2 separate regions of the Bicyclus anynana genome follow, and region 2 is linked to region 1. Evidence: chromatin contacts called from public Hi-C data. All regions are on one chromosome and are shown on one strand. Each heading gives the region's core, a stretch centred on a gene start, on an enhancer-like site or on the middle of the called end of the contact. The rest is flanking DNA. Distances are from core to core; before and after follow the strand shown. Region 1 holds the start of LOC112043565 (serine/threonine-protein kinase NLK). Region 2 overlaps LOC112043565 (serine/threonine-protein kinase NLK).

What was found. Hi-C and Micro-C count contacts between places; a contact is called where the count stands out from the background.
Region 2: a contact with region 1 is called in a Hi-C map of whole larva, with 3 times the contacts expected there. The contact joins the enhancer-like site here to the promoter of LOC112043565 in region 1. A contact is called at or near these places in 2 of 2 Hi-C or Micro-C datasets (whole body and whole larva).

The regions. Positions count from the first base shown.
Region 1 is chr5:15,228,087-15,232,749 of ilBicAnyn1.1, forward strand. LOC112043565 (serine/threonine-protein kinase NLK) reads left to right here and starts at 1,329. Exons shown (of 10, transcript XM_024079044.2): 1 at 1,329-1,914. The coding sequence starts at 1,718.
Region 2 is chr5:15,419,266-15,423,774 of ilBicAnyn1.1, forward strand. It overlaps LOC112043565 (serine/threonine-protein kinase NLK), which reads left to right. Exons shown (of 10, transcript XM_024079044.2): 10 at 1,377-4,509. The coding sequence ends at 1,431. Among protein-coding and RNA genes, the nearest start is that of LOC112043574, 9.9 kb to the right of the region's middle. Within about 2 kb of position 1,481, at least 5 of the 8 cell types and tissues checked have open chromatin away from gene starts, as enhancers often do.

The DNA.
Region 1 (4,663 bases), core at 79-2,578:
CCAGGTCCGAACAAGCAGGGAGTAGATATTGCATCTTTGGAATGGTTCTGTGCTAAACATCAGCTAGATGCATTAGGAGTTAGGAATGTACCTATCGATAACGGTAGAAGGATTTAGGAATTGTTGTTGAGCCGTTGATCTGCACTGGAGGATGTTCCCAGGAACACTACGATCTGGTTCATAAGCGTGAACCTCAATCGTCTAATACATATATTATGTAGATAGGTTAGGAAGCTTTTATCTATCTATCTTTCTGTTTAACTAAATCTCATCATATTAGCAACCCATATTCGGCTCACTGCTGAACACAAGTCTTCTCTCAGAATGAGAGGAGTTTGGCCAATAGTCCGCCGCGCTGGCCCAATGCGAATTGGCAGACTTCACTCATGTAGAGGGTTAAGAAAAATCTCAGGTATGCAGTTACCCTCACGATGTTTTTCCTTTACCGTTTGAGACACGTGATATTTAATTTCATAAATGCACACAACTGAAAAATTGGAGGTGCATGCCCCGAACCGCATTCGACCCCACACCCTCCGGAATCGGAGGCGGAGGTCATATCCTAGCTAGCTTCAGCACACAAATAACATTAAAAAAACGAAAACTGTAAGTAGGTACATGTCGCTTGGTGACCCTCGGCCCTCGTCCCTTAAAACGTGGAGACGAAAGAAAGCTGTTACTTTACATAAGAATACGGGTACTTTCAGGGGTCATCGATAACTAAAATGTGCACACAGATAACATAAAAAATTAAAAAATATTTTCGTTTGCCACCCATCCCTTGGAATGGGGGATGAAAGGTTATCTATATTAAGGAACTTTCGTAATTTTTTAAGTTAGGACTTTGGTAATATAAGTTTGTATTTAGAATATTGTTTACAAATAAAAAAATATATACCTACGTACTTTAATTTGGTCCAATGCAAAATTAGTTACATAAAATATTAATAAACAAAGATATTTCTCAAGCAGGTACTTAGGCAGGTTTCTTCACGATGTTTTTCCTTCATCGTTTGAGACACGTGATATTTGATTTCTTAAAATGTACATACCTACCTAACCGAAAAGTTCGAACCTACGCCCTCCGAATTGAAGGCAGAGGTCATATCCATTGGGCTATCACGTCACTCAATAATAGCTACTGTGTAATTAATACCTACTTAAATTTGTATTAAATATCACAGAAAAAATATTTACTACTGAAAATAATTTAGTTCATTGAAAAGTAGATTTAGCCAAGCCGAAGCCATGAAAGCACACAGCACAGCAGCTGTTCATTGCGTCGTCGCCATTGTTGTTTTCTGTCTCGCTCTTTTGCCGTTTCCTCTGGCGTCCCCCTCCGACCGCCAGTCTCGTTCGATTTTCTTAGCGTGTGGACGTTCGTGTGTTGTGTGAGAATAATAATAATTCACCACGGTCTCATCCTTTGTCTTCAAAATACTGCCAAAAGAAACAAACCTTCTTCGCGAGAATTACTTGTAACAGTTTGTTTAGCGTGCATTCATTTGTGACTGGCGGAATTGACAGGTGTCCCGGGTCCCGTCGAACCGTGTATCGTCGCAGAGTGCGTCGACTGTGGAGTGTAGTGTTCCCCGCATCGTCGTTTGAGCATGAATAATAAAGAAGCAGCCGGTGTAAGCGTCGCGTGTGGACCGTCAGCGAGCTGGTGATAGGGCGCCGTGTCGTGGCCGTGTGATGCGTCTGCGGTGACGGCTGGATGGCGGCTGTAAGCGGCCCCGCGCGGCACTCTCGCGTCTCCATGAGTGTGTCCATGTCCCTGATGCAGGGCGGTACGCAGAGCGCGCCGCAGGGCGCCATCCTGGCGGCGGCGGCGCCCTACTACCAGGCGCCGGCGATCCCGACCGACGTGCAGCCAGATCGCCCCATCGGCTACGGCGCCTTCGGGGTTGTATGGTGAGTAACCTCATCTTTTTTTTGTAGTAGAACTTCTCTAACTTGACTTGGGCAGTAAGTTGATGAATGACATTATGAGAAAGAAATAAAGAAGTTTTAGCTTGGTGCTTCGAAGAGGTGCCTGTTCACTCTCATTTATTTTTTAAAATCTCTGACCCAACCTCAGACTCCAATAACTTCTGATTTTAGGTTATTGAACATACTGTTATAAGCAGGCTGTTTTATTAAAATATTTTTTTAAAAAATTGCATTTACTTGAAAGTAGGACTGTAAAGTTTTGTTATGTATTGTACTTAAAAACTAAATCATTTGGTTACAAAATCAACAGTAATGTACGCATTTACCTTATTTACATAGTAAAGTGATTAAAAAACAATGTTTTAAACTGCTCAATTCAATAAAAGTTACTTTGTCAATAAAGTTTTTCAGCCAACTAAACTGTTTAATTAATTTATTATTGGAACAGTTGTTATTAATTTATAATATTATTTAGTAAATAATACTTATATCTACTAGGCAATTGCATTCTACCATACCATCATTATCACTTACCATCAGGTATGATTGTAGCCAAGCAGCAAGCACTAACTTTTACTGCAGCATTTCTTGCTGGCTGACTGACTTAAAACTGACTTTTTAAAAGTGCTATAGATAAAAGTCTGATGAAAAACAATTTTAAGAAATAAATATAAAGTCTCCATATTGCAACAAAGTTTGTAAATGAATGTATTACAAACTTTGTTTATAATATAAATTCATATAATTCATATTGCTAATACCTAAATTCTTTCAACATTACAATTATAATTATATTATCATAATGATAGCCCATGGCTATAAAACAGACTTAACTAATGAAGTAGTCATTTATCATAATTAGGATTAGTTGAATAGTAAATTAGAATATGAACTCCAGTTTCTGACAGATTACCTTTTACTGGTAGTTTTTTTTTGATAAATTAAGCAGTTAACTTCTCCAAAATCTCAGGGTAATTTATGTACCATTTAATTTACTGTTAACTTTTATGTAAAATATCATTATTAACATTATATTTTGAATAATTAAGTAAGTATGATCACACAAACTAAAAAAACTAAATTGAAATCACTTCATCCATTCAGGAGTTATTAAGCCACAGACAGACTCAGACAGACAGACACATCAAACTTATAACACACTTTTTTTTGTTGTAATTTATGTATACAATTCGAAACATGAGCTACTACATTGTGTGATCATCAAACTTTGATACTTTTATGTAAAACAACATTATTAACATCATATTTTGAATGAAATAAATAATCATGTTAAATGATCACACCAACTAAAAAAGCTAAATTAAAATTGCTTCACCTGTTCAGGAGCTATGACACCACAGACAGACAGAGACAGACAGACACACACATCAAACTTATAATAACCCTCTTTTTGCATGGGGGGTTAAAATATCTGTCATTTAAGTATTGAAATATATTAATTACCCTGCAGGTATATCTATATCTATACTAATATAATAAAGCTGAAGAGTTTGTTTGTTTGTTTGTTTGATTGAACGCGCTAATCTCAGGAACTACTGGTCCGATTTGAAAAATTCTTTCACTGTTAGATAGCCCATTTATCGAGAAAGGCTATAGGCTATATATTATCCCCATATTCCTACGGGAACAGGAACCACGCGGGTGAAACCGCGCGGCGTCAGCTAGCTGTGTATAAAATTCAAATATTTACTTAAATTGATGTCAGTTCCTGTAGAATTGTAGCAGCCAACCACTATTCCATATTTACTTATACAAAGGAGACAAAGAAACCCCTAGTATCTGTTCAAATGTTTTTTGTCAAGTACTTACTTATATATGTGAAATAAATTAATAGAAAGCTTTATAATGACTTGTATGGCAATAATTACTAATACATTGATAAGATTTTTAGAACAGTGACAAGTTAACCAACTAATGAAATTAATTATACTACAGCCTTTCTTGATTACCAACAAAGAAATAAGAAATGAAGGTAGAATATCCATGTCATAACTTATTTATTTTAAATGATGTATGGTTCATTTTTGCAGTACTTAGGTAAAATTTGGTTGGTACTTATCTAGTTTGTTTATGGTAATCATTTTAATATTTTAATACAGAGACCTTTCTAATATAATAATACAATAGTTTCTTTTTTCTTTACAAACAGTAGAGCTATGTGTAGGTAATAACAAAAGCATATTTCCTTTAGAAAGTCTGAAAAGAACTTGTTTTTACATACTGGATTGTTGCAACCTTAATATAAACCTTGCAGATAAAAAGTTGTGCATGAACAATTATTCTGGTTTGTACTTTATTTTCCACTGTAGATACTTAGGTACTTGCCTTTATTTATATGCCATACAAATCTTTTTTATTACCTTTAAACATGAGGTTGGTTGAAAACAATAGAAAGCCCCAAAATCTACGGAGTATTTATAATAATATAATGTAGGTTTTTAGACACAGCAGTGTGTAAGCCAAGTCCAAAAAACGACATTAATGACACAAACCATTTTGAACTACATTCATTATTCAGTGCAAAATCATATCATTATTAGCAACTCATATTCGGCTCACTAGAGAGTACGAGTCTCCTCTAACAAAGAGGTGAGGCCATCAGTCCACTTCACACATCTAGAGAATTAAGAAAACTCTCAGGTATGCAGGTTTCCTCATAATGTTTTCCTTCACCGTTTGATACTTGTGATATTTAATATACTTAATAGAG
Region 2 (4,509 bases), core at 231-2,730, 190 kb after region 1:
GCCACAAGTTACTGAGAATGGATCTAAAGTGAATAAATAGGACAGCAGAAAAAGAATGACATATATTAGTATTTTCCAATGGCGGATGCGTAAAAAGTAAGTTCGTAATTTAGTGACTAGTTCATCTAGCTAATGGTACAAGGCAGAGGCAAGGGTTCGATCCCCGGCCGGGCCGATTGAGGTTTTCTTAATTGGTCCAGGTCTGGCTGGTGGAAGGCTTCAGCCGTGGCTAGTTACCACCCTACCGGCAAAGACGTATCGCCGAGCGATTTAGCGCTCCGGTACGATGTCGTGTAGAAAACGAAAGGGGTCTGTATTTGGATTTTCATTCAACTCCTAATAAGTTAGCCCGCTCCCATCTTAGATTGCATCATCATTTACTCTTACTTACTTATCAGATGAGATAGTAATCAAAGGCTAACTTGTAATACATAAAAAAAATAAACAGACGCTGGTAGTTCCTCAAGCAGCGCTAATGTTTGACTGAAGTATTAGCTATTAGCTAGTATAGAGATCAGTGGTCGCAATCTTTTGTCGTTTTACCCTCTCTCTTTGTACCACGCGGTCGAGGACTGAGTTATGAGATTTGCCTATAAAGGAGCAGTTTTAGTTTCGTTACATGAATATAGCATATGAATATCGGCCCCTTGAATATTGAAATGAATAAGCTTGAACGTGTTTCGGTGACGCAATAGTTACACTCGAGGCGCAGTGCCCGGCACACTCGGTTGTGGTGATATTGTGTTGTTTACATATTTTTTTTTTAATCAACTATGTAGTTACTCAAGTAGTTTGAATTGTGATGCAGTTTTGCCTTACCAAGTCTTTTATTATCCATAGACGAAAGTTTTGAATTGAATACTTCTTTTTTACAATTCATGCATGGTCAAATATTAGTTGTGTGTTGGATTTTTGGACAGTTGACGAATTATTTAATTTCCTGTACTGTGACGAATCTGTCCTTTCATTACATCCGCTTATAAACTTATCGTCATTGTGGCATTCATAAAAACGATAAGTAATCATTGCACACCATGTATTTTACTTGACAAAAAATGTCGTTATTTTACATTTTACAAGTGTTGCATTAAAAAAATACGCACTCAAAAAACGCACCTCAAAAATAAGTATATTCTATTTCCGATTACAATAAAATACCACGGAATGCTTTTTAAGAATTTATATTTATATACACTGGGTATTTTTGTCTTTAACAAAATATTACTATTATTAAAATGAAGGACACGTAATTCGTTATAGTAATATATATGCATATAATAAATGAGATTCGTCCCGTCCGTATCCGACACGTAGCTAGTGGCGCGGGTGTGGGGTGTTCGCTCCAGTGCGTGTGTCTAACCGTCCGTGTGTTGCAGTTCCACCGTCGCCCACCCGTCCGAGTTGCCGCCGTCGCCGCACCAGTGGGAATGACGCGAGACCAAGCGCGGCTTCGACAAGCGACGCGCCGTCTACGCCGATACGCGATAACCGACCTTAACGCCCACGCGTTTAGTACTCATTCCCTCTGCGTCATATACACGTAGTTGACGATACGATGTAGAAGAATCATAACGTCATCGCTTATTGCAACAGAGGACCACACGAAAAGAAGCTGATATGCTATATTCGACTCTATTACCAACACAGTTAAACTTGATTTCCTTTGAAAAAATAATTGACAGAATAATGTGATAAATTATACGTGGTGCGAAAACTACTTTATTGCTGTCAAAGCTTGATCAGATAATTATTATTGGACTACGAATGTTGGCATGTAATGTAAAAATTGAGATCAATTAGGATATTATTATTATTCTGCCGCACATAGAATATTGGAGTACTTTAAAAATATACGCGTTGAGGTATAACGCTTGTGTATCGATGAAAATATAAAATTAATACATTCTTGTGCGTGGCCAATCAATAGGTCGCAAACAAAAAAACTTTTAGTTAATTTTAGTAGTTAAATTTTGGTTTATATTATAAGCAAAAACAGAACGAGAGTTGTCTGTGAAGGATTATTTTAATTTTAACATTGAGTTAGTCCACCGTTCGAACGAGTATTATGTTCATTAATTATTATTTTTAAACAAGTTATTGAACATCGTATGGAATGTTATTTACCTATAATAACAAAATCTTAAAATAAATCTATTTTGAGATTTGAATCCAAACGTTTGGGCTATACCTTAATTGTCCAATTTTCCTGTATAACGGAAAACGACTTTGTGATGAATGAAACTGTATAATGTAATGTACATGTATACATAGAGCTGTAAGGACTTTCGGACACACGTATTTTGCTTTATTATATAAGTATCTTGACATACTTTGTAGGTTTATAGGTACTAGATAAGTCCACGGTCTGAAAATATGAGACCCTAATAAATGACCTTAACAAATGGACTTAATTAAAGGGCTACCAAATATTATACTGTTTCAAACGTTATTTTAGATTAGTATAAATAGTATACATAGGGGATTTGTATATAAAGTGTGACGAAAAATGAAGATAAGGGATAGTTAATGATGGTATGCGGTACGAACAAAGGCTATTTTAAATCTTTTAGTAAATCCAACTTGAAGTGAAAATGCAATTTCTTTAGAAATATGATGGAAGATAAATTAAAGTTTGGCGTAACTTTCTTAAAAAGTAAATAAAAAGTAAAAAAAGGATAATGGTCGGCATGGATTTGAACATTAACAGAGAGTTTGAGGTAAATTGTGTGCGATGTCCTAAAGGTTAGGCATTTTAAAACTTTAGTGAAATATTTGAAAGTAGAAAAATCAGAGTATATTTAATTTTTCAGGGTGGATATATTCTTATTAGAGCGTCAGTCATTGGTTTCTCAGTCCTGATTGGTACTGCAAATATATATAATTCAATTCTAGACACTGTTTTCCTTAACATCTTAAATCAGGAGTGAATCGGCACCTTTTTGGAAGCGTATTGTAAGCTGTATTCACTTACCATAGTATTACCATGAGGCTTATTTGCAGCCAAGCTCTAGCCTACATTTTATTAAAAATAGATAAGAATTTATTTATTTTGTCATCATCCGTCACCCATGATGATGATATTCATCCTGATATTCATTAATTTATATTAAGGATGAACTTCCGCAAAGTAACGCCTGCTTCTATCCAATATTATTAAAAAGTCCTAGTATTGGATTAATCTACTTGAGCTATTCCACCTTTAGCATGTACCTGATTGCAATGAACCAAATTTGCAGTATATTTTACCCAAATTACCTTTTTATAGATAAGATACATGTAACCAATAATTTATGGGTTTAATAAAAAGATACCGATGTACATTTTAGAGATAATGTCTGTCCATCTTAAATAATAATTCAACATCAAATAATGTGCCCGTCAATCATTTCGGCAAGTTCTTTGTTCGACGTCCGTGCCGACCATTCTAGAAAACTTTTATTAAAAGTCATACAACGAAAGAAGAATCGCAGATGTAGGGGACCGGGATGAAAGTAAATATTGTTAGAGTTTGACTTTTAAGGCATATACACATTGTGACACTCATTTGTTTCGACGTCTCCGATATTACAACAACCTAATGTTAGCAAGTTGTAGATTCATTAACACGCTATTGAATGCGGAAAAATGCTTTATATTTTGACTAGTTTCCAATTTGGCTATAACCCACACTACCTTGTAATTATAATAATTGAAAATTAAAGTTATATAAGAACAAACAGAGAATCATAGTGTAAACATAGGTTTATAATATGCAACTGGTTCGTTTAAAAGTGCTTGTAAACTAATCCTGGTCCTGTTCAATTTGGGTATTTATACTTGATTGATTTGACAGCAGTCGATTGCCTTTAACAGCAGTCGGCAACAGTCGTCGACTGCTGTCGACTGCCGTTGACTGTCGTTGACTGCCGTCGACTGCCGTTGACTGTCGTTGACTGCCGTCGACTGCCGCCGAGACGTCGTCGACTGATGTCGGCGGTAGCAGTTGCTGCTCGTGTAAATGAACCCTTAAGATCTGTTAAGTATCCCGTTGTTCGATCCTCAATAGTGTTTAAAGTCGAATAACCGTTTCTTTCGTTCTCTGGACTGCATCGAACAAATGAGTGTTGTAATTAAAAAAAAAGTAATATGATTGCTTAGTAGGGATAGTGACATAAATAAATATTTGCGATTCTGTATGGTATACGCGTGCGTGAATAGGTTTCTGTGTGTGCCTGATCGTATGGACATTGCCAGCAATAAATATTGCAATATAATTAATTAATAATTATATAAATAATTCGTAATCGTGTTAAATTCATTTTTTTAATTGATTAATTCGATATTGGAAATATATTATTATTAATAATAATAATAATAATTGTTAAATTTATTAATTGCCACGTTGGGTAACTTTGATTTGCAGTGTTGAAAATGGCAACTAAAACGAATAGCTTAATTTTTGATTTATCGTGTATTGTGACAACAATAATAAATATTTTACAGTTAATTACACTGATAAATACAAAGTTA